7 separate regions of the Sus scrofa genome follow, and regions 1, 2, 3, 5, 6 and 7 are each linked to region 4. The links are chromatin contacts, called in public HiChIP or PLAC-seq maps. All regions are on one chromosome and are shown on one strand. Each heading gives the region's core, a stretch centred on a gene start, on an enhancer-like site or on the middle of the called end of the contact. The rest is flanking DNA. Distances are from core to core; before and after follow the strand shown. Region 1 overlaps LPP (lipoma-preferred partner). Region 2 has its middle 17 kb from the start of TPRG1. Region 3 has its middle 44 kb from the start of TPRG1. Region 4 overlaps LPP (lipoma-preferred partner). Region 5 has its middle 160 kb from the start of LPP. Region 6 overlaps TPRG1 (tumor protein p63-regulated gene 1 protein). Region 7 has its middle 110 kb from the start of LPP.

Region 1 (3,569 bases), core at 811-3,310, 350 kb before region 4:
TTCCCCGTGCCCATCCTCCCACAGCCTCCCATCTGTGGGGCGGTAAAGATGGAGAGGTCAGAACCCTAGGCTGTCACAGATGGGAAGCTTCAACGCAGGGTCTGGTCTAATGACCAAACTGAAGACCTCAGAGAAATTGGGCAATTTGTCCACTATCACACATCTTGCTCACAGTTAGGCCAGGGAGAGCTACCATGGGATCCTGCCTCTTTCTAGAACACATGCTCTGCAGCTGAGTCAACTCTCTCAGAATTAGAGCCACATGAAGAGGTGATGGGGGAGCCCCAGGGAAGCCATGAAGCAGGCCAGACTGGAGATTACCTGATATCAATCCCTGTACTGGAGGAGGGGATAAATAACCTTTTTTTTTTTTTTTTTTTTGCTTTTTTGGGCTGCACTTGAGGCATATGGAAGTTCCCAGGCTAGGACTCGAATTGGAGCTATAGCTGCTGGCCACAGTCACAGCCACAGCCACAGCAATGCAGGATCTGAGCTGTGTCTATAACCTACTCCACAGCTCATGGCCCACTGAGTTAGGCCAGGGATCAAACCCACATCCTCATGGATACTAGTCGTATTTGTTTCTGCTGTGCCAGAATGGGAATTCCCTAAATAACTTCTTTTTAAGGTCCCACCAAATCCTGAGATTCTGTAGCTCAGAGAGGGAAGAATAAGAATGTGTAGCCCAGAGGGTAGGAGGTAAGACCAATAAGAACAGACTCCAAGAGGATAAGCAGGCTTCAGGAGGAAGAGTGGTCTGCCTACTTGTGGAAGTCCTCAATGCAGTGGATGAGGCCGCCAGCATCCACGGTGAACGGAATCCCATCCAGGCTGCGGTGGCACATCACACAGGTAAAGCAATGTGGATGATAGGCCTTCCCAGTGGCTCGCAGAATCCGCTCCATGATGGGCTTGGAGCACACGCTGCACTGCTCCAGGGTATTCTGGGAAGGAAAAGACAAATGCCAATGTTAGGCTGGGATGCGAGGAGCTCCTTTCTATAGAAACTTACAGCCCAATAAGCACTGTCACTGAACACATTGGGCTCATATGCTTATCACAGTCCTGGGGATGGGGGGAAGGCAGGGTGTTTTTCTTTATTACGGAGAGAAGGAAACACAGTTAGATGAATCAAGTGGCTTCTCTGAGGTCATGCAGGTACTGAGTAGCAAATCTAGGACTTAAAACTCACATTATCTGACTTCTACTCTAGTTCCTTCCCAGTGTAGCAGGGGTAATGGCAAACTTTTCCATAAAGGTCCATGCTGGCTTTGTCATAGCAACTCAGTTTTACTGTTGTGGTAGGAAGGCAGTTATAGATGGTGTGTAAATAAATGGACATGACTGTGCTCCAATAAAACTTTATTTACAAAAGCAGGCTGGATTTGGCTGTGGCTGTAATATGTTGACCCCTGAACTATACAATCCAGGATCTCCACTGGAAGAACACTATTACTTCTAAAACTTGATTAGTCATCAAAATCCTAGTGGGATCACCAAGGACCCATTTTAGGGAGTGGTCTTTCTGAGGACTGAGACTTGCAGAAAGCTTGCTGGTTGCAGGATCCAATCAGAGCTCAGCATAATCAATAGGGCTTTTGATCATTTAAAGCCTTGACTCAAACACCATCTCCAGGTTTAGTGTTGAAAACTCTCCATTGAAAGGTTGAACTTAGTTTTGAGAAGTCAATTTTAAAAGTCAATTTATCTGGCTTTAAAAATAATCCCCACCCCCTGCCAAAAGGGCTACCATTTATTGAGTCAGGGCTCAGAAAGACTGATAAAATTAGCTGTTAACTTTCCATCCTTCTCTAGAATCGCATGCTCTCTTAGCAAACAGCCTTGTTATACATGTAAGACGCTATATTCTCATCGAGATGTCTGGACTGATTCACTGAGCTTACAATCCAGAGTAAACCTGGGATGGGGATCTGATCAGAAAGATGCAGAACTGGAAAGGATGTGGAAATCAAGAAGCAATTCCCTCTCACCATGAGAACCTATAAATGGGCACAAGTCAGGGAATGAATGCCTGTAAGTACATACCAGTGTGCTTATGACTCAACTACAGCCACAGTCTCTGACTGGCTTCTTTGCTTCCATCTCTCCTCCTGTAATACTTCCCCATCCTCAGAGTGATTTTCAGTTTCATTTCCAAATAACATATATAATACCAAGTCACTTTCCTTCTAGAAAAACTTACATGGCTCCACCATGTGAAAAGAGCTAATTCTTTACCTGATATGCAACCTCCCTTTCTAGGCTCAGATTCCCCTAATGTCTCAGATTACTCACTCTTGTTCAAACCTATGAGAAACTTCTATACTTCTGAGCATTGGCTAATACCTAAGATGAATCATAATTTGCTATTTTGATCTTTCAAGGTATGGCTCAGAAGGCAACTCCCCAGTCAAGCCTTCGGTTGGAATAAATTGCGTCTTTCTCTCTCCTTCCTGAGCACTTAATTTACATTGCTTACTAGCACTTACAGTGTTCGCTGTGTTAAAATTATTTGCACATATATCTATTACCCCTACCATACTACAACTCTAAGGACAGGTTTTATGTCTCAAGAATGTTTTTCTCTGTCCCTTGCCACATCCAGTATACTACCTGGAATAAAAAGAAACCTAGGATGAATGTGTGCAAAAAGAACGAAGGAAGGAATATTGTTTACAGCCCACTTTGGCATCATGGTGCTGGCCTGACTCCCTTAACTCTGGAATCCAGAAGACGGTAAATCCATCACCATCCTCTCCTCAAAGCTGTGGTTGCCAGAGGTTTTGAAATTGCTTAGTACGCCTCTGGTCACAGTCTAAACTCATGGAAACTATTAACCTATTTTCCCCCCATTTTGAAGTGGTGAAATTAAAATAGCAGAAGAACAGAAGATGAGAGTCTGGAGATGACGATGGTCTGGACAATGAGGGCTCTGCTTCTTTTCTACCCTGGTGATCCGAGCTAATGTGGCTGGAAACTGTCTTCCCAGGGTTTGTGTTTGGCTTTTCTGAAGGTTTTAACCCCTCCTCTTTTTTTCTTTTTCTTTTAAAGCCAACCCTGTTATGGAGTTGAGCAAAGCAGAAAATGCTTGACCAGAAAATGTTTTTGTTTGCACTGATGTTTGGCTGCAACATTCAGTCTATTTACTCAAAAGCAGCAGCAACATATAAGGTTGCGTCAGTTTCTACAGAAAGACTTTATGGTCCATGGAAGCAATGTTTAAAGGAGAGGTAATCTGAACATTTCTGCTACAGAGGAAACCAGTGTAAAATATACCCAAAGTGAGACTATTGTAAAAGTGCCCCTGAATCAGAAAATAAAAGCCCCAAGAATGCAGCTGAAGAGAAGCTAGGACTAACAAATGCTCAAGGAGGACATATTAACCTTCTTGAGCCAGTTCCATTTGGCTCATGGACCCTGCCCTCCAGCTGCCACACAGAGCTCTCTGCCACCTCTTTAATAAGCTGTTTTCTTTTACAAGCCGAGACCACCTCATACCCTTCTTTGTCTAGAGAATATCTATTCATTCTTCAAAGTAAAGCTCAAATGTCACCTCTTCTGCAAAACCT
Region 2 (3,641 bases), core at 166-2,665, 410 kb before region 4:
GTCTTACAGCTCACAACCCCTCAACCATGGCCTGGGGCTTCCCGGTCAGGGTTTGGTGGAGTTGGTCTGTGGCTGTAGAAGCCTTAGGCCTAGAGGCCAGCCTGACTCTGTTCCTGGGCTGCAGAAAAGCCCTCAGGCCTGGGCCTAGGCACTACTGGGAGGGGTCCAGGAGGCTGAGGATATGAAGGGCCAGTTTAGGGTTGCTGTGGAGGAGGAAGGGTGTGGAAGAGAACAGGCAAAATGCTAATGCTTCAGCTTCTTGTGCCTTCAGACTCCAGGCCTTCAGGAAGGAAGCGGCTTGGTTTCCCTGCCCCGGAACAGCAGGCTGTCAGGGATCTTATTCTGATGCTGGCCTTCTGAAAGGGCAGCTGGACACAGCCAGGGCAGGCCGGGGTCCTGGCTTGGCCTCCATAAGTGGGGCCATAAAAGGGATCTCTGGGGCTAGAAATGGGCAGGACCTAACCCCTTGGCAGGGGAAAAGACACAAGCTTGGGGCAGAGATAGGGATAGTCACAGAATTTCAGGCCCCAGAGCTTGAGGTGTCAAGGGCCTCAGGCCAAGGAAGGCCAGATTGAACCCAGGTTCTAAATAAAGGCAGAGGAATCCCAGTACCAGAGCCAAAGGGGTCAAGAAGCCATGCTGACTTGGTGCTTATTTCCCAGAGTTACTGACCCAGGGCTTCTTCAGTTCTAATTGGTTTTTTTCCTTAATGAAAATAAGATTTATGCACCACAGAAACCAGGGCCAGGCTAAGCCTTTACAAGGTCTCCATGGAATCTTGTACAAGTTACTGGAAAGAGGCTGGAAAGCCAGGAGGGGGCCTGGGAGAGCCCAACTCCATCACTAAATCCCTGTTTGGCCTTTAATAGCTCCATAGCCTCCTTGGGCCTTCGTAACCTCCTGTGTGAAATAAGGGAGTTGGATCACAGCAGAGGTTTCCAAGCTGCTGTCTGTGAAGTCCAGTGATCTGAGGAGGGGCCTCATGAGTCTCTATAAGGGTCAGAGAAGAGGGAAGCTCAGAAGGGGAGGCCAGAAGCTCCTAACACACAATTGCCTGGAATGCTGCCTTTTTTTTTTTTTTTTTTGGTCATACCCACAGTATGCAGAATTTCCCCGGCCAGGGATCGAACCTGCACCACAGCTGCAGCCCTCACCACAGCCGTGACAATGCCAGATCTGTAACCCACTGCCCCGCCAGGGAATGCCTGGAGCACTTCCATTTTGAAGTTTAATCCATTGGCAATCCATATAAGATTTTGTGTGGAAGCCACAAGAAAAAAAAAAAAAAAAAGGAAAAGGAAAGGGGGAAATAAAGAGTAGAAAAGGAAAGAAAGAAGGCAAATAGGAGCTCTGAGCTGGCTGATCTCCAAGCTGTCTCAGGCTTGTCCTTCTCTGACTCACCATGACGCTCTCCTGCTCACATTTTGAAGAACCACTTCTGCTCCCCTCTGCCATCCTCTCAGGAAAGAATCCATACATAAGCCCAGAAAAAGCCACTGGTGAGATCCCATTTCCCAGCTCTGAGGCGTGCTGGCGCGCAGAGGAGGAAATTGGGGGGGTTTATGTGGGCTGGTGGGGAGGAGAGTGGAGGCCCTGAGCTGTAAATCAGGCTCAGAGGTTTGGATTCCCCGCTGCGTGACCCTCAGATGCCCCCTCCACTCCAGAAACCGGTACACTCACACCCCAGCCAAGGGAAGTGTGCCCGGCTCTCAGGCGGCCCCTGGAAGCTGGGCCCACTCTGAGGAGTTGTTTTGATTTTTCAGGAAAAACTACTCCAAGCCAAACCTTCCCTCCCAAGAACAACACAGACAGGGATTTTCAATGTGCTCGGGGGACGAAGGCTCTGGGTGGCCCTATGCGCCGGCCTGGCCAGTAAGACCCACAGGTAACAGGCACACCTGAGTCAGTATGGATGGCGGCTAAGGGCCACTTCTTTTTACTCTAAACACCTCCCACTGCTGCCAAGTCTCCAGGCTTCCTCTTTTAGATGATTTTGCTCTCCCATGTGCCAGCCTGACTGCACGGTTGCTCATCGCTCAATACCCAGCCCTCACATCCAGGAATTCCATGATTGCCTGGAGATGTGGCAAGCCCAGCTGAAGTTGGGGACCTCCCTTATGTGCACACACACCACCCAGGGAGGACCCTCTGCTGCCCTCTCCCACAAGAGGTGGGTTGCCTTGGGACTCTCTGAGCATGTGGGTTAGTGGGATCAGCTTTGGACCAGGAATGGAGAAGTCCCTGGACCCTCCCTCTGTGAGAGTTCCAGTGGGTCACCTCTTTTTTCTGGGCCTGTTTCCTCCTCTGTGAAATATAGGGGACTTACACTCACTCACCCCACATTTACCACATACCTGCTTTCAGGTGAAGTGGTTCTCCTTGACCAAGGTCACAGCCCAAGGAATGGCCACATGGGTGAAATTAACTCAGAGGTCAGTAGGGTCGCTGATGTCAAAGGCAGTTCTGCCTCCATAAAGGCAATGGCTGCGATGCGTTCCCATCTCTCGGAAAGTTCACAGGGTAGTGAGGCAGTGTGATGTTGAAAAATAATCACCTCAATGGTCAAGTAGCAGTCACCTTGCGGTGATGTGGCTGCAGAGAGGCTGGTCCTACAGTGTGTCCCAGAAGAAGTGACCGCCACGTTGAATTTTCAAGGCTGAGCACCAAGCTGTGGGCGGGATGCGGAGAGAAGAACACGGAAATAGGAGAGTTTGGAGAATTTCAAGTAATTAACCAAGGACAAGAAACTGGGGGTGAGAAGGGCAGAGAAGACAAGAGAAGAAGCAAATCAGATCTCCAGGGCCCTCAGGCTTTGTATATTTCAGATTCTGGAGTTACTATGTTTTATTGTTCTTTGTTTTTTGTTTTTGTTTTTTCCTGAAGGCAATGGGAAATGCTGGAAATGTAGAAGAATAAGATGGTCACATTTGCGTTTTAGAAATCTCCCTCTGGAGTTCCCTTCATGGCTCAGCGCTTAGCAAACCCAACTAGGATCCAAGAGGATGTGGGTTCAGTCCCTGGCCTCCTTATCATCCACAAGGATGTGGATTTGATCCCTGGTCTCGCTCAGTGGGTTAAGAATCCAGTGTTGCCATGAGCTGTGGTGTAGGTCGCAGACACGGCTCGGATCCCGAGTTGCTGTGGCTGTGGTATATATAGGCCAGTGGCTAGAGATCCAATTGCACCCCTAGCCTGGGAACTTCCATATGCCGCAAGTGTGGGCCTAAAAAGAAAAGAAAAAAAAAAAAAAAAACCAAAAAAACCCTCCCTCTGTCTGTCTTACAGGGCCCAGTTTGAAGAGAAAAAGAAATAGAAGGCAGGGAGATCACTCAGGAAGCAAGAAAAAGAGAGGAAGATGTCCCAATCCAGGTCAGGTAGGACGGAAGTATAGAAGGAAGTGAAATCGAAGATGAGAGTAAGGGCTGTGACAAGATAAGCATTCTCCATCCCTGACTTTCTAGGACTCGACAGCTAAAGAAATCTCCCCGCACGCATTCCACCTCCCATTTTTATCCACCCCTCCTCCCACCTCCCACACACCCCTAAGTCTGGCCGGACCCTCCCACTCCCCAGCTTGGATAATAGGCGTGGCAGCGGGCCCAGGAGTTCCCGCCATCTTCCCCACCAGCATGTTCTGCTGC
Region 3 (3,751 bases), core at 1,131-3,630, 390 kb before region 4:
TTGCTTGCTTTTATTTTTCACTTGGTCTACAGTGAGCATGTAGTTCCTGTGTAGTTTTTCTTTGTTTTTGCAAAATACGTGAAGAGAATACTTCTAAAAAAGATCTGGAGCAAATACCTCTATTTCTTTTCTTTTTGGGGGGAGGGGAGGGATTTTTAGGGCCATATAGAAGTTTCCAGGCTAGAGATCTAATTGGAGCTGTAGCTGCCGGCCTACACCACAGCTGCAGGATCTGAGCTGCGTCTGCGACCTACACCACAGCTCACAGCAACACTGGATCCTTAACCCACTGAGCGAGGCCAGGGATTGAACCCGAAACCTCACAAACCACTGAAGGGAACACCCAAATACCTCTATGTCTGCTATGAGACAACTCACGTGAAAGTATTTAGCACCATGGCCCATGTGTCCTCAGCACCGTGGTGCCTTTCTCTAAACTCACTCCTTTAACTGGGGGCCCAGGGGCAGGGAACTCTAAACCCCAGAAGCAGCAGGTGACTGTCTCCCCAGCTGTGCTTCTAGTCATTCTCCCTTCACAGCCCGAGCCTTTGGGCAGTGTCATCCTGCAGCTAACCCTGACCCAAGGAACCTGCCATTCACTTTGTTGTGGACGTGGCTGCCGAAGACATCTTGATAGAACTGGTGGCAGAACAGGGGTCTGGCCAGGGGACACAGGGTGCCTTGGACACCCAGATTTCTAGGCTACTGATCCTCCATTCATGGAGCCGTGTTTTGGGGATGCTGTTACCAGGGAGCACCCTTCCCAAGGAACAGCTCTTGTGGTCATCAAAGTGTGTCTGCTTGCAAGTTTAACCACTTGAAGGAGGGGTTTATTGCCCCCGCAGACTCCTCTGCTGTGAACATTAGTCCTAATTAGTAGCTGAAATAGTGATGATTTAGCAGAGCCTGTGTATTTGATGGCTGTGGTTTCTGGGCCACCAATCACAGTTGAAAAGAAAAAGGCAATCATCTCGCCTTATAATGAATCCTTCATCCTACAATTCCCAGGGAGCCAAAAGGCCCTGTGGGTACTGGCTTTTCCTTTGACCCTGAACCTGGTGGAAACTCAGAGGTCATAGAAGTGACTCACACCCTGAGGAAAGAGAGTCCTACAGCTGGCAGGGGCTTCGATTGATTTTCCGAGGGGCACCGTGCCTGCCTATGAAGGCGTCCAGCTTCTTGCAGAGAAAGGAGCAAAATCTCAGATAGGGGCGATCCTTCTTTGCCCAAGGATCACAGGCTTTCTCGGAATGTAGCAGAGGACAGTTGGCCCCTCCTGCCACCAGACTGGCTGCGGGAGAGAGGAGCTGAGTAGACACTAATGGGGCCTGCAGCCTGGGAAGCTTGGGTGAGGCACAGGCTGATACAGTCCAATGTTTTGGAAGGAGAGAATGAGTGGGGGGAGTACTGGAACAGAAAGGCTTGGGTTAGACCATTTTGATTCTCCAGAATCTGCCACACTCCAGCAGGAAGAAGGGTGTCTTCTGAGCTTCCCAAGGCACAATTGATGGGTGTCTTTCCTCTCCTTTCCCCTCTTTGAAGACACTTCCAGAGCTCTGGAGCTGCTCACTTCTCCATTTTCTCTCTAACCGAAGTCATTATCAACCTGCGTCTAGTGGTCTCATCCACATGGGACAGGCTGGGAATCTCTTTACTCTCTGCAATCGCTGCTTGTTTCCCAGAAGGCAGGACTACACAGAATAGTCTATAAGGAGGTGGAAGAGACTGCTGGCAGCCTCAAGGTGTGAGGACTTGTTTTGCAAAGAGCAGAACTCCTGAACAAAGAAAAAGGGTGTTTACATTGCGCCTGGTGAGGGGGCCGTCACCAGGCATTCACAGATCTCAGAAAGGGCAGGGAAAGTGTTGGCTCCTCACTGGATGACCCCAACAGGTCCTTTCCAGTTTGGATTTTGAATATTCTTTGTTGCTTTTGTGACTAACACAGGACAACAAAACAGCAAAATCAGAGAACAACAACAAACCATGGCTAAGAGTTCCCGCTATGGCAGAGTGGGTTGAGGACCGGGTATTGCTGCACCTGTGGTGTCGGTCACAGCTCCTGCTTGAATTCAGTCTTTGGCTGAAGGATCTTCCATATGCTCTGGGTGCAGCAAAAAAAGAGAAAAATAAAATCACAAACCACTGCCAAACTTAAAGGAACCCTTGGGAGGTTGTTTTTTTTTTTTATCCTCTTTCTCAAGTGGTTATGATGTGCAGGAAGTCATTCTGTCCAGACAGCAATGTAGAACAACAGCCTGGAAGGTTTCCATTCTCATGAGTCAAAAAAAAAAAAAAAAATGCTGGAGGAAGTAATATTAGTCAGTACTTACTCACACTTGAAAACAATGGGATGGTTTGGGTTGGCCTGACATCATACATTTGCGTCTGGTTAGGGCCAAGATGAAGTCCTATCAGCGGGCAGAGTTTGTCCATGTTTGAAGGGATTCCTCCCTGTGCCTGTATTACAGCACAGAGTAGAAAAGGGTTCTTCACAGGCCTCGAAAGAAAAGGGTTTGCTTACAAACTCAGAAAGACTTGGGAAGAGGAGAAAAAGTAGAGTAGAAAACCGTCAGGGGCAAGAAAGGGCACGTCTACACTGGCCCATTTTCCTCTCCGTCTAGAAAAGTGTAATTGCTTTCCTCCTGCCCTGCAACCACACCTCTAGGTCTCCATTTCCTTTAGGGACAACTCTGGAAAGAAGGCATATCTTAACCCTTACCATTCCATGCAGGAACATTCATTCACTCTGCTCTTTCATCCTACCTCCTCTCAACACATGTGTAAGCCAGGCTTTTTACATACCTATCTCAATGCATGCGGGGTGAATAAAACACAATTTTCAACCTTCAGAGTTTTAGTCCAGATGGAAATTTGACTAGAAAAAAAGAAAGAAAATTTTAGTTGGATATAATAATTATCTCATTATGTGTGAAGTTGTGTGTAAACCATACAACTTTGAACACACATACAGTGACAGATAACATAGTGGAAATCAAGGAGAGAAAAATTCCTGGAGAAGGAGACATAGGGCCTGGGTCACTGGGAGTAGTTGTCACTGTGAGTAGCATCAAAGGTGAATAAAGCCAGACTTTAGTTAAAGTGGAGAAAATGGATTTTGGTCTGTAACTGCAGAGAGTAGGGCAAAGAGCTTTCCATAGGGGTGACTGGGCATTTTAAGGGGAGAAGAAAGTAATAGGAAGGGGAGTTGACAGGGGCTCAGCTAGTGTCAGAGATGTGAAAAATTACAAAAAGCAAGTAAAAGGGTAGTTTCAGTGTAAATGTGATCAGGCAACCATTGAGGCTAGGATTTTATCCTCCTGGAGGCAGGGCGACAGAAGGCCTATCCTACCTTTTATTATTATTATTATTATTTTTGCTTTTGCTTTTCAGGGCCAAAAGTGCAGCATATGGAAGGTCCCAGGCTAGGTGTTGAATGGAAGCTACAGTTGCTCAGCCATAGCAACATCAGATCTGAGCCGCAACTGCGATCTACACTGCAGCTCACAGCAACGCCAGATCCTTAACCCACTGAGTGGGGCTAGGAATCCTCATGGTTGGGTTCGTTACCACTAAATCATGACAGGAACCCCGGCCTATCCTTCCTGATGATTACATTTCAAAGAGATGGCTTTCAGGTACTTGATAAAGATACTCTTGGGTTGTAGGAGAGTCATATAGATATAGACATAGATATAGTATAGAAATATAGATGTGAGTATAGATATAGGTATAGATATCTCAAAAAGACAGG
Region 4 (3,662 bases), core at 932-3,431:
AACAACATGTCCAATAGAACACTAAGGGTACAGAAGGTCTTAGTGTGTTCTGTAAATGAGAGGATTGCAGGATTATACTAAGTGAGCTGAGACCCTACAGATATTAAGTAACAAGTCTTGGTCTCAGGATGAGGCTAGAGTTGAGTGGCTAAAGATAGGTCCTATCCTATAAGAAAGAAAAGGCTGAGGTTTGAAGGAAAGCTGAGCCTCCTCTGGGGACAGAAGCACCTCAGACCCCCATTAAAAGGGAAAATCCTGGAGTTCCTGCCGTGGCGCAGCGGTTAACAAATCTGACTAGGAACCATGAGGTTGCGGGTTCGATCCCTGGCCTTGCTCAATGGGTTAAGGATCCGGCATTGCCGTGAGCTGTGGTGTAGGTCGCAGACGCGACTCGGATCCCGAGTTGCTATGGGTCTGGCGTAGGCCGGCGGCTACAGCTCTGATTAGATCCCTAGTCTGGGAACCTCCATATGCCGCGGGAGCGGCCCTAGAAATGGCAAAAAGACCAAAAAAAAAAAAAAAAGGGAAAATCCTTAGCCCCCCACCCACCTTTCCAGATTTACCAAATCTGAACCTTTGGGAGCAGGGCCTAGTGATCTGCATTTAACAAACCCTTTGCAAGCCTCACCCGAATTCTTTCCCATACTTGATTTGAAATCTGCTGGCCTGGAATTTGGATATCAGGTGCTAATGCAAGTGCTAACAATAACCAGAATGATTTAATTAAAATCCCACAACTCTGAACACATTTAAGGAGAGCTCTTTACTAATGTATTCTAACCCAGTTCCCAGGGACAGGGAAAAGACTTTTCTCTCATTTGACAGTTTCACATTCTCACCCACGGTGCCAACAGAGCAAACACAATCCACTTCACTTGTCCTCATCTGTACAAATGGCAACCACATTTACCACCCTGAAGGGGTGCTGTGACTTTCCATTTTACTAGTGTTTATAAAGTCTTCTGATAAATCAACTGTAAGTTGGCATTATTCATAGCACCCTGTTGGAGATTAATACATATTCAATTAAAAAACATTGACAACAATACAGCAATATCCACAAATTAGCATTCATTACAGCAATGTATTATTCTCACCCTACCATCACAATTTTATATAAGTAGAGTTGTTTATATCTGGAGACTGTATAGTCCCTCTCCTTAATGAGGCGTAATCTTTTCTCTACGGTATCAACATTTCCTTTAGTAAGGTTCACATTGCACTTAGCTCAGAGTTCTCACTTTTCAGAGGAACTTCCTATTTGGTAAACACTAGGATAGGAAGCAAATATCTCTTTACTGAAGAAAGTCACGATCCTGAAAAGTATCTCAGACTCCTCCATTTGTCATTCCTTCCTCTTTCCCAATGACTCTGGACTCTAGCCAACCTTCACCATGGTCATGGCCATCACCCTAATGCAGGGTCTGGTCTGCCTCAATTCATACAGTAGACTCCAAACCACCCTACCATTGCCTCTTCTGACCAAGGCCTGCTCTGTTATAGAAAATCCATCTAAATAGAGACCAGGTGGGAGTTCCCATTGTGGCTCAGTGGTAACAACCCCAACTAGTATCCATGAGGACACAGGTTCAATCCCTGACCTCACTCAGTGGGTTAAGGATCTGGTGTTGCCATGAGTGGTGGTGTAGGTTGCAGATGCTGCTCAGATCCTGCGTGGTTGTGGTGTAGGCTGGCAGCTGCAGCTCTGATTCGACCCCTAGCCTGGGAACTTCCAAATGCTGCACATGCGGTGCTAAAGAAAGAAAAAAAGAAAAGAACAATAGAATAAAATAAATAGAGACCAGGTGTTTATCCTGTCTTTCATAAGATTCTTTACTGTTCTCTTATGAGAACTAACACAGTCTCAGATTAGAAAAATCCCCAAAATGTCATCTAAACAGCTAAAGAGAAGCAATTTACATATTTGAATTGGGGGAGTGGCTGTTAGGCACTCAGGGAAAGAAGAGCTGAGACTCAGGCAGGAGCAACAGTTTAAGCAAAGGGCTGTGACACTAGGTGTCTCTATCTATATAGTTCAGGATTCAGTTTTCTCCAGGGGCACCATCTGGTAGGTGGCTAAGACTCCACTGACGGAGGAATTCACCCTCCCCTCCCCCAGCCTTCCCTGGCCTCTCTCTCAGGCACCAGAGCACATTGTGCTGTACTTGGTTTTGCTGACTGCAGTTTCCTCCTCTGCATGAGCCTTTGACATGCATAGTTGAGGTTGAGGAATCTGTGCCTAGTGGGTTTGAGGTTTCATCAAGAGGAAAAGAAGGAACTTACGTGATTTCACTAAGTAACTATTTTCACTACAAAAAATTCCCATATTTATTTTTTCCCTGTTTGAAATGGTACTAAGGAAACACATGCCAGACTGCCATGAACAGGACTGTACTTTTCAAACAGTAGCAAGGGCTAAAAATAGAAAAGCTTGATTTCCTCAAGATGTATATAACTTCCTCTCCCATTTGCTTTCCCCACCACACTGAACCAAGGCACAGCAGTGTACATGTTGGACCCTTTGTATGTTTACAACAGTATTAAAAGCATCAAAAGGGTGATAAGCCCATGTATAATCCATACTCCATAGATGTTTCCAGAGAATTCTTATGGCCAAAACAAGGAATGAATCAAAAATCCACAACTATCAACCACATATCCCTTAATGAGGTTAAAGACTATGGGTGATGGAGGAATGTGAGCTGTAATCCAGCCTTCAAACAGTTTCTAAAAGGGGAATAAACAAGAGGATAATTGAAAACATTCAAACCTGTAAGTCCAGAAACCTCCATCTGGGGTTGAGGCCAGCTCTCCTACCAAATGTGTCATCTGGGGCAGCTGACTTAAGAAATCTAGGTATCCATTTCTGCATCACAGGAAAGATGAGCTGGATTATGAGCCTTTAAAAGGTGAGGCTCTACAATTCGTGATGTTAAGTGATTTCTATAGGTCTCCCCTATGGCATATTTTGATTCTGGCTTTATGATATATAGTTTGTAGTTACATAGCATAATTAAATCAGTCCCAAAAAAGGCATATATTCAGTGGCAGGAAAATGAAACGTAATTAACTGATTTATACATTAACTAATACATTGTAGCCTTTACTATGAACCAGATACTACTGGATACTCTAAATTCTTTACCTTAATTAATCTTCAAAATGACTTTCTAAGCTATTGTTCCCATTTTTCATGTGAAGATGGAACACAACTGATAAGTAATAGAGTAGGGCTTCCTGGCACTATACCAAACCACCCTGTCAATAGGGTCTGGAAGCAAAGAAGGGAGAGATCAGGATGAGCTGGTGGTATTAGAGGGTATGGATCAAGCTTTAAAAAAATGGGGAGTATTTCTCATCAGCTGAGAGATGAGGATGCTTCAGGGAGCAAGAAACACACAAGGGAAATTAACTCGGCATGAGAAGTTGACAATGAGGACATTGGTCTCACAAAAGAGAAGACAGAAAGAGCACAGTGGGAGGTGAAGTGTGTTTAAAGGTCTTGGAGTACTCTGAAAATCAACCAAGAGGGGAAATTTAATGTAGCAGTCAGCAAAAAGCCATAGGATGAAAATAAAAATTTTTGAAGACTAATTGGGTTAGCGAAGTACAGCTGAAGGAGGGGAGGGACCCATAAAGCAATGAGTTCTATTGTGAGATGG
Region 5 (3,724 bases), core at 310-2,809, 480 kb after region 4:
CCACCAGCCTATGGGTTCATCTGTCTTACCTCCTGAAAGATGCTACGGTCTGATGGGTAGAGCTCTAGATTTTCAGGCAGACAACCCAGCACTGTGGGTGTGTGAGTGTGGGGTTGGTGCCGGAAGGTGCGGGGATCACAGAGAATGACCTGGGGGAGGTGAGACTGTGTGGGTGGCTTCCTTTGCACAGATGTGTCACCCTTGGTGCCTGCCTGAGGCTGGTGGCCATACCCATGTGAGTGCCTGCAGACAAGCCCCACACGGGTGGACAATACTTATGACTTGCTGGGGAAGTGACCAGAGTCCCAGCCTGTGTGGTATAGGTCCTGGGTTTCTGAGTCCCTCTGTAGAGCATTGGCTTTGAGCAGTTCTGTGACTTCAATCAGAGCTTCTGAGACGACAGCCACTTTGCAGTGTGGGTGGACCCACAGTCCTACTCCTTCCTTGGGAAAAATAACTCAGCAATATCTCTTGCTGCTGAGTGGGCCAGGTGTGTGAGCTGAGTGGAAGCATGATGCAGTATAAAATCTGAGGTTGACAGAGTTGTAAGTTACCTGGATCAGATACCTAGTTTATGGATGGAAACACAGAGGATCAGAGGACGAAACTGACTATTACTTCATGCCTGTTTTTAACATTTCATTTATTCAAAAACTATTTAAGTAGGTATTCTCTGGGAGGGTTTGCCTCCATGTATCCCCAGTCCAGTGAAGACAGATACACATAAACAAGAATTCACCACGCCAACAGGTGCTTAGTGAGAGTGACCATGTTTTGAGAGAGGGCTCAGAGAAGGAGCTGCCAACTCCTTTCTGGGAATCTGAAAGGGCCACCCAGCAGAGATGAAAACTGAGTGAATCTAGAAAGATAAATAATTTTGTGAAAGGCAGAAAAGTGCTCACCTGATAGAAAGAACAACGTGTTCACAGATCTAGAGGTGGAAAGAGTGCATGTGACGCCAGGACTCAGGACTGGCTCCAATCTAGGGAGTGTCTCTGTGCATCAGAGTTTGCAGGATGGGGTCAGCAGGCGAAACCAGAAAATGGGCGTGTCCTGGATCATGAAGGGCTTCATTCAACAGACTAAGGAGTCTGAACTGTGTCTTTTTGGCTGCTCCAGCCACATGCAGAAGTTCCCTGGTCAGGGATCAAACCTGTGCCACAGCATTGACCCAAGCCATGGGAGGGATGATGTTGGGTCCTTAAGCTTCTATGCCACCATGCAACTCCTGAATTGTGTCTTATAGGGATTGGGAACACATTAAGGGATATTAAGCAGGGAGATAACGACACTAGGAATGAGTTTGGACATAGCATTCTGTAGACAGTCTGGGAAAGACTGAAGAGAGATAGGAGGCATGGAGGCTAGTTTGAAGATGCTGGAGCATCATAGTAAATTATGACAAAAGCCCAGCCAGAGTCAGCTGTGGTGGGGAAGGCAAGGAGGAATTGGAGTGAGAAATTCAGGAACTGGAACTGACGTGGAGAGTGGAGTGATAGGGGCCCAGTCTGGGTGATAGGGTCGATGGTAACCAACCAACCAGGAGAAGGGATGACAGAAGTGGATGGGAGGGCACTTAGTGTTCAGTGTTAAATTTGTTGCATGTGCAGGGCTTGGAGATATCAAAAGGGTGGCATAGGTGGAGAAAACAGTCTGCAGGCGAGGAGAGAGGCCAAGTTTGGCAATCAGGAGGCTGTCAGGATCAGAACCCATACACATGGATTTTGGAGATATGGGACACTTTTTAAGAATCAGTTCATCCAAAGTGGTGTTCAGATGTGTCTCAGACCTTGAGCTGAAAGCCTCCAGGGGGCAGACAGACCCCCAGCATCTGCCCTGGGAGGCTCCCCTGGGCTGGCAGGGAGTTATCTCACTGTGAGATTAAGTGAGGGGGGTCAAGGGAGAGAGCTCAGGCCCCTGCCTGTCTGTACCACGTCAGAGCCAGGAACTCACCAGGGCCAAGCCCCTTTATCTTGGAGACATCCTTCATCAGATATGGTTCACTCATTTCCGCTCCAGCCCCCATGCCTTCCCACCACCACCACCTCCTCACTTTAGTCACTGGAGCTGAGTCATCCTATGAGCCTATTCCTGTCACCTTCCCCTCCATCAGGATGGAAAGGGTTTGGGTAGGAGCCACAGGGCATGGGTATTGCCATCTGCTGGTCAGATTGGAACAAGAGAATGGGTCTCAGCCTCTGTTCCAATTCCTTTACCACTGTTTGCTTCCTAGGAGGTTGAGGGAGAAGTAAAGCTGGCCAGACTCTGACTCCCAGAAAGGAAAGGAAAAAAAGGAACTAATGTGGGTGGGGAACCCCTGCGGCACCAGGCAAATGCCAAAAGCCTTGGCATCCATTTCCCGTAACAATGGCCTTAGGATGGCCTCAAAATAACACCTTAGCAGTGGTATTATCCTCAGATGGGGAACATGAGGATCAGGAGGTTAAGCCATTTTCCCAAGATCACAAAGCAGGTATATCTGAATGATTTCAAAGCTCACACTACTTCCACTACATTTTCGCATCTATTGCTCCATCATCCCTGGGGGAGTATGGCATAAAAGTCAACTCCTGGCTGAATACTTACCATGTGTGAAGCACAGCACCAGAGTGGTTAATAGAGGCATCTTGCTCTTGAGAAACTTTATGTCCTGTTGGAAATGCTTGATCCTTTGATTTAATCACTCCGTTTTTCTGAGCATCACCTATGAGCAGACCCTGTATGGGGGCTGTGGAGATGGGTGATGAGAATAGCATGGATTGGTAGATGTTGGGGCATTGTTGAATGGTTGAGACAAGTTTTAAAGCCCCACTAATGACAGAGAATTATTGAAGATTTGAGTATTTATGTTTTTATGCTGACTCATCAATCCTCCTGTATTCACTCCTTTTATTCCTTCCTTGATATCAGGTGCTAGGCTAGAGGGTTTGGGGTACAACAGAGAGTAAAAAGTAGGGACAGCCTCTACCACCAAAGAGATTAGTGACCCATATCAGATGGTCACAATTCAGTGGATGTTTGCAAACTTGGAGAGTGTTCAAAAGGGAAGGAAGGTAGTGTGAGAGACCATGGAAGAGGGGGACATGTTTTGGGGGTGGTGGTGGTAAGGAAGGGCTGCTTTGAAGAAATAGCACTTAAACTATTAAGTGCTGAAAAAAATGTATGGAGTAATTTGTGTGTGTGTGTGTGTGTGTGTGTGTGTGTGTGTGTGTGTGTGTGTGTGTTGGAGGGAAGGTGGTGGAGACAGGGCACGGGGTAGAGAATATTGTCCCAGAAGGATGGCATTGACAAAGAGGAGACAGATGATATAGCAAGCGTTCTAGCAAAATAACAACACAGGCTGGCCTGGAAGACATTGGCACCCGAATTCACTTCTTGAGGCCATGCCCTTATGCTCCTCCTGGGAAACAGCAGCCGTGCCTGGTCTTGGATTTCACAGTGACTGCCATTCCCGGGTTTTGCTCCATGACTAGGACCTGTGCCTCCATGTCTTCTTCTGTGGAGTGTAATAGAACACGCCCATGTACTTTTCAGAACACTGATACTAATAAGAAGTGACAAAATACAAGTTGTCTAGAGACATTTCCTCGAGGATTAGCAATTTGGAGTTTATATAAAAAGTCAGAAAAGAGCTTCAGCCTGCTAATTAAATCTACATGCCCTGCCCTCCACACACATAGCCCAGGTCTTACTGATGTCAGCTTCTGGTAGACAGGTGTGGGTC
Region 6 (3,548 bases), core at 258-2,757, 460 kb before region 4:
TAATAAGCTCCCTAATAATAACACGTATGAATTAATTAATTATTCATCACTCCTCTAGAACCAACTTCTACTCTTTCCCAAAGTCTTTCAAAAGATGCCTTTTTGGTGCTTGGGGTTCCGTGAGCAGGAGCAGGGTTTCTTCCCGGATTTCTTTCCCCGAGTCCCCAGGCTGTGGCCCCATTTCACCTCTGAGATTGCCAAGCCTGTCCCTACTACTTCTTGAGAGCCTACAATGTTTTCTCAGTTTTCATTCCTCCATCTGCCTTGGGTAGCCTGATTACAAAGAAAGGATCTTTAACAGATATATCAATTATGTAACATTTTTTATAACTGCTTTCTTGCCCTCCACTCACCTCTCCCTGGGCTCCCCAATGCAACCCTCTTCCAACTCAGAGAACATTTGACGCAAACTTGGCTCACAATGCATTTCGCAAACAAACCACAAAATAACATGATTGTAAAAATGTTAGCTGCAAAAGTAATAAATAAGGAAATAAATAAGTGCGTAACCACAGAGGCTTGTCTGGCTCCTCGGCCCTCTGACCACAGCAAGGCCTTCTGCTGCCTGTCCTTACTAGCGGGGAGGCCAGGAAACTGGAAGACACTCCTTCCTTGCCCAGGGGTCCCATAGTGGAAGTTTCAGAGGAATTGATTTTTTTTTTTTCCCCTCTCTCGTGTGAGGTATGGTTCTACGCCAAAGCTATCCAATGACAAAAAACATCACCAGAGAATGAGAAAGATGGGCTTCATACCACCCACCACCAGTCACGGCAACGCTGGATCCTTAACCCACTGACCAAGGCCAGGGATAGAACCCATAGCCTCATGGATACTAGTCAGGTTCATTAACCACTGAGCCACAAGGGGAACTCTTACCAATCCTGTCTGAGCACATGTTAGGGGTCAGGCTCTGGACCTCAGTACTTTCCCAAGATATCTCTTTAGTAATCCAGAGAAGTGGACAGGGTTAGTTCCATTATGCAGATGAGGAAACCAAAGCCCATCCAGAAACAAGTAGAGGTCAGACTATGACATTTCACAGATGATATAAAATCTCCCTAACAACTGGAGTGGGGGAAAGAGTTTAGGATAAATGTGTGTGATTTTTTTTTCCTCTGCTTTCAAGCCTGGCTGTTGATATATCTTCATTTACAAGGATTTTGAGATTAAAACAACAAAGTACAAACAGTGGGCTTGCCAAGTTTTTTACTAACTTTTACTTTGAAATCATGATGACCCAAAACTCCTCTTCACCAGAAAACTTCTGTGGCTTATGGATTCTGCCAAGAGTGTGACCAGGACAGTCCAATCAAAGATGAAATGGGAGGCTGAAAGCTGGGCCTGAGACTGAATCATAGAGTGCACAATTTTCAATCCAGAGCCCAGAATCCAGTATTTAGTAATACTGTATGCCCTAGGACAGGCCTTACATATCAGGAATAGAAAACAGAATCCCTGATGTTTAATATTCACAGAGAGAGCAGGCTGCCAGGCACTTGAGTCAGACCCTGTACAACACACAACCACAAGCTGTTCACCACGTGGCCAAATGAATAGTGACCCTCCCCAGTGCTGGGCAGTGCACATGACCTGCAAAGCCATTCAAAAGAGGCTTTCTTCAAGGTGACACTAATTAAAAAAAAAAAATCAAGAAAAGCATAACTTCAAGTAAGGTAATAATCAAATGAGTACGGCAGATGTAGATGCAAATGATGCTTAGAGGTAGGGCTGGTTATAAGCACAGTGTATGGGCTGAGAATGGGACTGCTGAATTTACTAATCTCACATCAATTAATGTCCTTGGTTTTCACAACAACTCAATGGATAAGAGTAATTATCCCCTTTTTCCAAATGGGAAAACAGAGTTTCAAGGAAGGAAAGTGATTTTTCTAAAATCTCCCACTCTTAGGTAGGAAGCCAAGCCCACTGCCGGGGTCCCCAGGCCCAGGCTTGGAGTCCCTCCCCTGCCCCTCAATGCCATATTGGAAATGCAGCCAACGAGGGGCTACCAGCCTCAGTGTGCCAGGCTCTGGAGGGGAGCTGCTGAAAGCCACAGGCCTGGGAAGAAGGAAAAACAGCCTTATGAATGAAGGAGACATAGAGATGATAAGAAGGACACTGGAAGATGGGGGTATAACATAAAATGACTCACAGCACTTGCATTTATTAAAAGTCAAGACACATTATTCCTTCTCTAGAAGGTAGCATTGCAAATGCTGAAGGTTTTTGGCTTTAATACAAATTTTATTGTGACTCACTTGGGATGGAACTCTTTCTAAAATCAATTATGTGTTTGTCTATATTCTACAAAGCAGCACAAAGAATATAAATTAGCCATGTTCGAAGGGACTATAGGCTATCACTTTCTTCATTGAACTCTAATGTATGATGACATTCTAGAAGACTCTCTCAATTTAAAGGACTGCTTGACTTTCCCACTCAATCCAGATTGCTGTGATTTTTTTTCCACTCTTGAGGGTTTGTGGGAAGGTTTTGTTTTGATGTTCTGTATCCTCTCTTATCAAGCCGTCCACCTTGTACTTCTCTCCATTTTCAGGAGCCTGCCTGTAGCAGCCCCTTCTCCTACTTTTAATTTGCTGGATTTGGTTTCTTAAGTACTTACAGGAAACTAAATTTATGCACAGTTTATATAAACTAAAATTAATCAAGCTCAGAGTGAAGGACTCTAGCCCATCAGCAAACGGTGAAAACACTGCTGCATTAAGCTTGAGGCTTTCTTGTGGCTGTGTCCATGTCCTCTGCTCTGATCTGCCAAGTTCACTTGTGTTTTTCAATAAGTGGCCTTCAAGACCACTTAAGCAAAACCTCTTTCAGAAAACATCCCATGAGTCCCAGACAGAAATTGCCTCTAAACTCCCAAACCACTGAATGTGCCTTTGAGGGATGGGGTGGTCACCACTGCCTGCCTCTGGTTTGTCCTTAGTGGGGCTACTCCCTGGATGTTTAGAGATGTGATTTGCATTTTCCTCATTTTCATATCTTCCTCTAACCACGGCTTGGACCAAAATTAAGACATACATGTCATCCTTAAGGGGATTTCATCTTAGGAGAAGGGGCCTATGGGAGGAGGAGAAAAGAGAAAAAGTTGGTGAGGAGGGAAGATAGGAAAGAGGTGGGGAAGGAGGAAGAAAAAGAAGAGGTGGAAGATCCTGTACTCCCCTAGTGAAACTCGTTTTCCCAAAGTATCAGCAGCACAAAGTGGGGCCATTTCTGCTATTTCCTGGGGGACAAGATCCTGTCCCGTGGCTGCCCAGGAATGTAGACAGTTGCCACCAGAGCTAGGATGGAGCCCTGAACGTGGACACCCAAGAAGCCCCCACCAGGCCCAGGCCCACCGGAAAGGACACCGAAGGCCAGGAGGCCCCGCTGCCTGGAGGCTCGTGGGAGGAGGGAGCGGGCCCAGCTGGCAGGAGACAATACAGTCCTGTGGCTGTGGGCTCAGCCCTTCCTGCCTCCCGGCAGCCTGGCTCCATAGTGCCGGCCTTGTCCTGGGGTGAACTCATCAGAGGCCCTCCTGCTTTCAGACA
Region 7 (3,588 bases), core at 18-2,517, 420 kb after region 4:
ACCCAATGGGATAGGATGGGGAAGAGTTGGAGGAAGGAGACTGACCAGGAAGACCTTGCTGTCATCTGAAGAGAGAGGATGAAGAATATGGCAAAGCTGGCCCATGAAGAGGAAAGATGGGCTCAAGGGATATGTAGAAATTAAATCCCAAAGGCTTAGGGCGTGATTGGAGGTATGGATGAAAGAAGGAAGGACTAAATGATGACTCTCTGCTAATGCAAATGTCAAATTTGGAGGGAGGTTAGGAACACCCACTAATTGGTACCTACCATCCAAGCTCATGTGTCAGCCCACTGGGGAGATCCCAGTCTCCCCAACCCCCACCAACTCCACAGGGGTCTCTCCTACTGTGGCTGCCCTTCTGCTGCCTTGAACCCACACTTCACCCCCTCCACTGGCTAAGCTATGCACTGCACAGGCCTGTGTTCTCACCCTGGATTTGTCCTCAAAACAGAATGACCTCCAGTAAGCCTCTCCCTTCTTTGAGTCTCTTTTTTCTTATCCCCTGAAGAAAGGCCTGCAAATGAGGGCTCTCTCCATTTTTTCCCTCCTGCTTTCTGGATTTTAATGTTTTATTTTGCTATGTGCCTGGCCTTTTCCTCTTGGTTTACATTAAGCCCACTTCACTCATTAATACTGTCTGCCTGGACCTGAGTGCTTTTGTGCCTGGGAGCCTCTGGCCCAGACGTCCTCCCAAGCCTCTCCATCTTGTCTCCAACGATTGGGCTTGTCTGGGTAGAGGACACGGTTTTCCAGAGCTGTACATCCATCTCTGGTCAGAAAAGCCTTTCCCTGGATCACTTCTTCCCTGGCTCTTGCTGGGTTCTCTGCTCTGAGAGCAAAGTTACAGAATGCAGAGGGCATGGATCTGTCACTGTGTCTGCTGGTCCGATCAAGCTCGTTCAGGAAGAGGCAGCTTTGGGGACTGGGGATCCGTGAGGACAGGGGGCTCCTTGTAGATGAGCCCACCTTGCCTGTTCTTTTGGGGCATGGCAGTCTCTTGGGTCAGGTGACTTAGAGGCAGATCTCAATGAGAGAAAGTGGCTCAAGTGGGCTTCCCCATTCAACCCCCCGCCTCCTCCTTCCAGTGATTGGGCCTCTGACAAGATAGTCTATTGAGTGTTTGAAAAAAAGATTATATATTTGACTTCCATCCCACTTCTTTCTCTTCTGCAAGCTGTCACATCTCTTTTGTCATGTAGTTTCCATACTCTGAGAATACAGTTCCTCCATAAACCAAAGATCCCAGATAGGGGTTAACTAACTTCTAGAACAAACAAACCGGAAATGCCAATGGCCTAACACAAAGGGAGTGTACTTCTCCTTCTCCATCTATAACTAGTCCTGGTCAGTGGTCCTCTTCTTCTTTTTTTTTTTTTTTTTCTTTTTTTCTTTTTTTCACCACACCCGAGGCTAGGGGTCAAATTGAAGCAGCAGCTGTGGACCTACACCACAGCTTGCAGCAATTTCATCTCCTTAACCCACTGAGCAAGGCCAGGGATCAAACCTGCATTCTCATGGATATGAGTTGAGTTCATAACCCACTGAGCCACAGTGGTAACTCCTCTGGGTGATCTTTTTTCACATGGAGATTCAGGTCTCCGGTCCTTGCTGGCTTGATTCTCCCACATCCCCTGCCAGGAAAAGAGGTGGAAGGTGGAGCAGGCACAGAAGCCCTGCCTGGAAGGGACATCTAGCCCTCCAGTCTCATTCCACTGGTGAGAACTGGACATACACTCTCATCTTATACTCACATGAACTGGAGAATACAGTCCCTGGCTGTTCTGCTGCCCCTTGGAGACATCTTTACACAGGGGGAGTGGAAAGGGGACATGTGGAGCATAGTAGACACCTCAGCCACATCTGAGTCACTCACCTGTCTCTCACTTCTGAGTTGCCAGCTGGAGGGGACATGTCAGGGGCTGAGAATGGGGCCCCCTTTTGTTTCTAATTGGTAAGCAGTTTTTTCTTCAATTTCACTTCTGTAAACACCCCCTTGGAGATTTTGCCTATATCTGCATAACATCTGTCCTATAATTGACTTAATATTCTCTTTAAATCAATTCACTTTTTAAATGTAGTTTCAACTGAATAATGTATCTAGGAAATCATGGTTTTGATGTGCTAATTAAATTTTTCCTAATATACCCCCAAATAAATTTATACTTCCTCCAATAAAATATTTGCATATCAACCACCCCAAATATTTGCACAGAACCTGGTAGTATGTGTTGCACATTTGGGGAAATGGAATGATTGAGTCTATATAAAGCCCCTCTGTGATCTGGCCTTGGTCTTCTCTCTGTTCTCACATTCTGCCCCTTCCCACAACTCTCCACTTTTAGTTTCTCAGACTGCCAGGATCTTTTAGTTTCTCAAACCTGCCAGGCTCGTTCCTACCCTAGGGCCTTTGCACTGGCTGTCTCTGCCAGGAACACTCCCCACATCTGCACATGTGTGGCTCTTTATTTAGACATTGTCTTAGCTCAGATGGCTCTTCCCCAGGGAACCACCCAGTCAAGTTGTCTCGCAGCACACTCCACCCAACCTTGCACAGTCACTCCTTGTTTCAGGCCCTTCATAGACCTTTTCTAGTTCTGGCATGGTCTGTTTATCTGTTTGCTCATTTATTTACTGTTCCTCTGTGCCTAGTAAAATGTAAATTCTGGGGAGTTCTTGTTGTTGCGCAGTGAAAATGAATCTGACTAGTATCCATGAGGATGTGGGTTTGATCCCTGGCCTTGCTTAGTGGGTCAAGGATCCAGTGTTGCCGTGAGCTGTGGTATAGGTTGCAGATGTGGCTCGGATCTGGTGTTGCTGTGACTATGGCGTAGGATGGCAGTTGCAGCTTCGATTCGACCCCTATTCTGGGAACTTCCATATGTTGAGGGAGCAGCCCTAAAAAGAAAAAAAAAAAAAAAAAGACTCTCTGTAAATGCAGGGATTTTTTTTTTTTTTTTCCTATTCCATTTTCTCACACTTAGTCCTGGGTGAGTCACATAAAACATGCGCCATAAATATTTGCTCCATGAATAAAAACTGTAGAAAAAGCCGCATAGGTCACTAGTTAAACGAGGATTAAAATACAGTTTAATCAACTGTTTGGTAATTCCTGATACATCTCTAGAAAACTGCTGGAAAAGACAGCTTGAAAGTGAGACCACCATGGGTATCCAACTCCATCCTTGCAATTCACAGATGAACTGGTTTCCTGACTTGCTCACCCAGCCACAGAGAGAGAATCTGATCAAAGGAGAGCTGGAGGGTCAGACCTACCCCTAGAAGACACTTGCAAGAAGGAGGCAAGAGGTGAGGTGAGAACAGTGCAAGGGCCAATCATTCATGCTTACAGCCATGAGCAGCCATGGAGGCTGAGAGAGCCTGCCCACTGGACCACAACTGGATCGGCTCCTGCCCCTCCTCTTTGAGGGGGTGATGGTGGTTGGGGGGGTGCTGGAGATGGAGGTGGTATATAAGCAAGGGATGTCAAAAAACCTGAAAGTGTCCAATCTCCACCCTTAAATGGGACCTGGGATCTGGGAAGGGGAGTGAAAATCTCTTTCCTTGTGAATAGAGTGGTCGTGGATT

Evidence for each region. HiChIP or PLAC-seq counts read pairs in DNA pulled down with a chosen protein or histone mark.
Region 1: an H3K27ac HiChIP or PLAC-seq map of alveolar macrophages shows a contact between it and region 4. The contact joins two enhancer-like sites. A contact is called at or near these places in 1 of 47 Hi-C or Micro-C datasets (embryonic fibroblasts) and 1 of 2 datasets of contacts at active chromatin or transcription factors (alveolar macrophages).
Region 2: a contact with region 4 is called in an H3K27ac HiChIP or PLAC-seq map of alveolar macrophages. The contact joins two enhancer-like sites. A contact is called at or near these places in 2 of 2 datasets of contacts at active chromatin or transcription factors (alveolar macrophages and skeletal muscle).
Region 3: a contact with region 4 is called in an H3K27ac HiChIP or PLAC-seq map of alveolar macrophages. The contact joins two enhancer-like sites. A contact is called at or near these places in 1 of 47 Hi-C or Micro-C datasets (embryonic fibroblasts) and 1 of 2 datasets of contacts at active chromatin or transcription factors (alveolar macrophages).
Region 5: an H3K27ac HiChIP or PLAC-seq map of alveolar macrophages shows a contact between it and region 4. The contact joins two enhancer-like sites. A contact is called at or near these places in 1 of 47 Hi-C or Micro-C datasets (embryonic fibroblasts) and 1 of 2 datasets of contacts at active chromatin or transcription factors (alveolar macrophages).
Region 6: an H3K27ac HiChIP or PLAC-seq map of alveolar macrophages shows a contact between it and region 4. The contact joins two enhancer-like sites. A contact is called at or near these places in 1 of 47 Hi-C or Micro-C datasets (brain) and 1 of 2 datasets of contacts at active chromatin or transcription factors (alveolar macrophages).
Region 7: a contact with region 4 is called in an H3K27ac HiChIP or PLAC-seq map of alveolar macrophages. The contact joins two enhancer-like sites. A contact is called at or near these places in 1 of 47 Hi-C or Micro-C datasets (embryonic fibroblasts) and 1 of 2 datasets of contacts at active chromatin or transcription factors (alveolar macrophages).

What each region holds. Positions count from the first base shown.
Region 1 is chr13:126,450,997-126,454,565 of Sscrofa11.1, reverse strand. LPP (lipoma-preferred partner) reads right to left here. Exons shown (of 11, transcript XM_021071250.1): 9 at 766-944. Among named protein-coding and RNA genes, the nearest start is that of TPRG1, 77 kb to the left of the region's middle. Within about 2 kb of position 2,060, at least 8 of the 83 cell types and tissues checked have an H3K27ac peak or open chromatin away from gene starts, as enhancers often do. A contact at or near this core is called in alveolar macrophages and embryonic fibroblasts, where this site is marked.
Region 2 is chr13:126,511,040-126,514,680 of Sscrofa11.1, reverse strand. No RefSeq gene overlaps it. Among named protein-coding and RNA genes, the nearest start is that of TPRG1, 17 kb to the left of the region's middle. Within about 2 kb of position 1,415, at least 14 of the 83 cell types and tissues checked have an H3K27ac peak or open chromatin away from gene starts, as enhancers often do. A contact at or near this core is called in alveolar macrophages and skeletal muscle, where this site is marked.
Region 3 is chr13:126,484,345-126,488,095 of Sscrofa11.1, reverse strand. No RefSeq gene overlaps it. Among named protein-coding and RNA genes, the nearest start is that of TPRG1, 44 kb to the left of the region's middle. Within about 2 kb of position 2,380, at least 14 of the 83 cell types and tissues checked have an H3K27ac peak or open chromatin away from gene starts, as enhancers often do. A contact at or near this core is called in alveolar macrophages, where this site is marked.
Region 4 is chr13:126,096,885-126,100,546 of Sscrofa11.1, reverse strand. All of the region lies in intron 4 of LPP (lipoma-preferred partner), which reads right to left. Among named protein-coding and RNA genes, the nearest start is that of MIR28, 180 kb to the left of the region's middle. Within about 2 kb of position 2,181, at least 18 of the 83 cell types and tissues checked have an H3K27ac peak or open chromatin away from gene starts, as enhancers often do. A contact at or near this core is called in alveolar macrophages, embryonic fibroblasts and skeletal muscle, where this site is marked.
Region 5 is chr13:125,617,401-125,621,124 of Sscrofa11.1, reverse strand. No RefSeq gene overlaps it. Among named protein-coding and RNA genes, the nearest start is that of LPP, 160 kb to the left of the region's middle. Within about 2 kb of position 1,559, at least 17 of the 83 cell types and tissues checked have an H3K27ac peak or open chromatin away from gene starts, as enhancers often do. A contact at or near this core is called in alveolar macrophages, where this site is marked.
Region 6 is chr13:126,552,995-126,556,542 of Sscrofa11.1, reverse strand. The region is part of intron 1 of TPRG1 (tumor protein p63-regulated gene 1 protein); the gene reads right to left. Among named protein-coding and RNA genes, the nearest start is that of TPRG1, 25 kb to the right of the region's middle. Within about 2 kb of position 1,507, at least 9 of the 83 cell types and tissues checked have an H3K27ac peak or open chromatin away from gene starts, as enhancers often do. A contact at or near this core is called in alveolar macrophages, where this site is marked.
Region 7 is chr13:125,671,505-125,675,092 of Sscrofa11.1, reverse strand. No RefSeq gene overlaps it. Among named protein-coding and RNA genes, the nearest start is that of LPP, 110 kb to the left of the region's middle. Within about 2 kb of position 1,267, at least 2 of the 83 cell types and tissues checked have an H3K27ac peak or open chromatin away from gene starts, as enhancers often do. A contact at or near this core is called in alveolar macrophages, where this site is marked.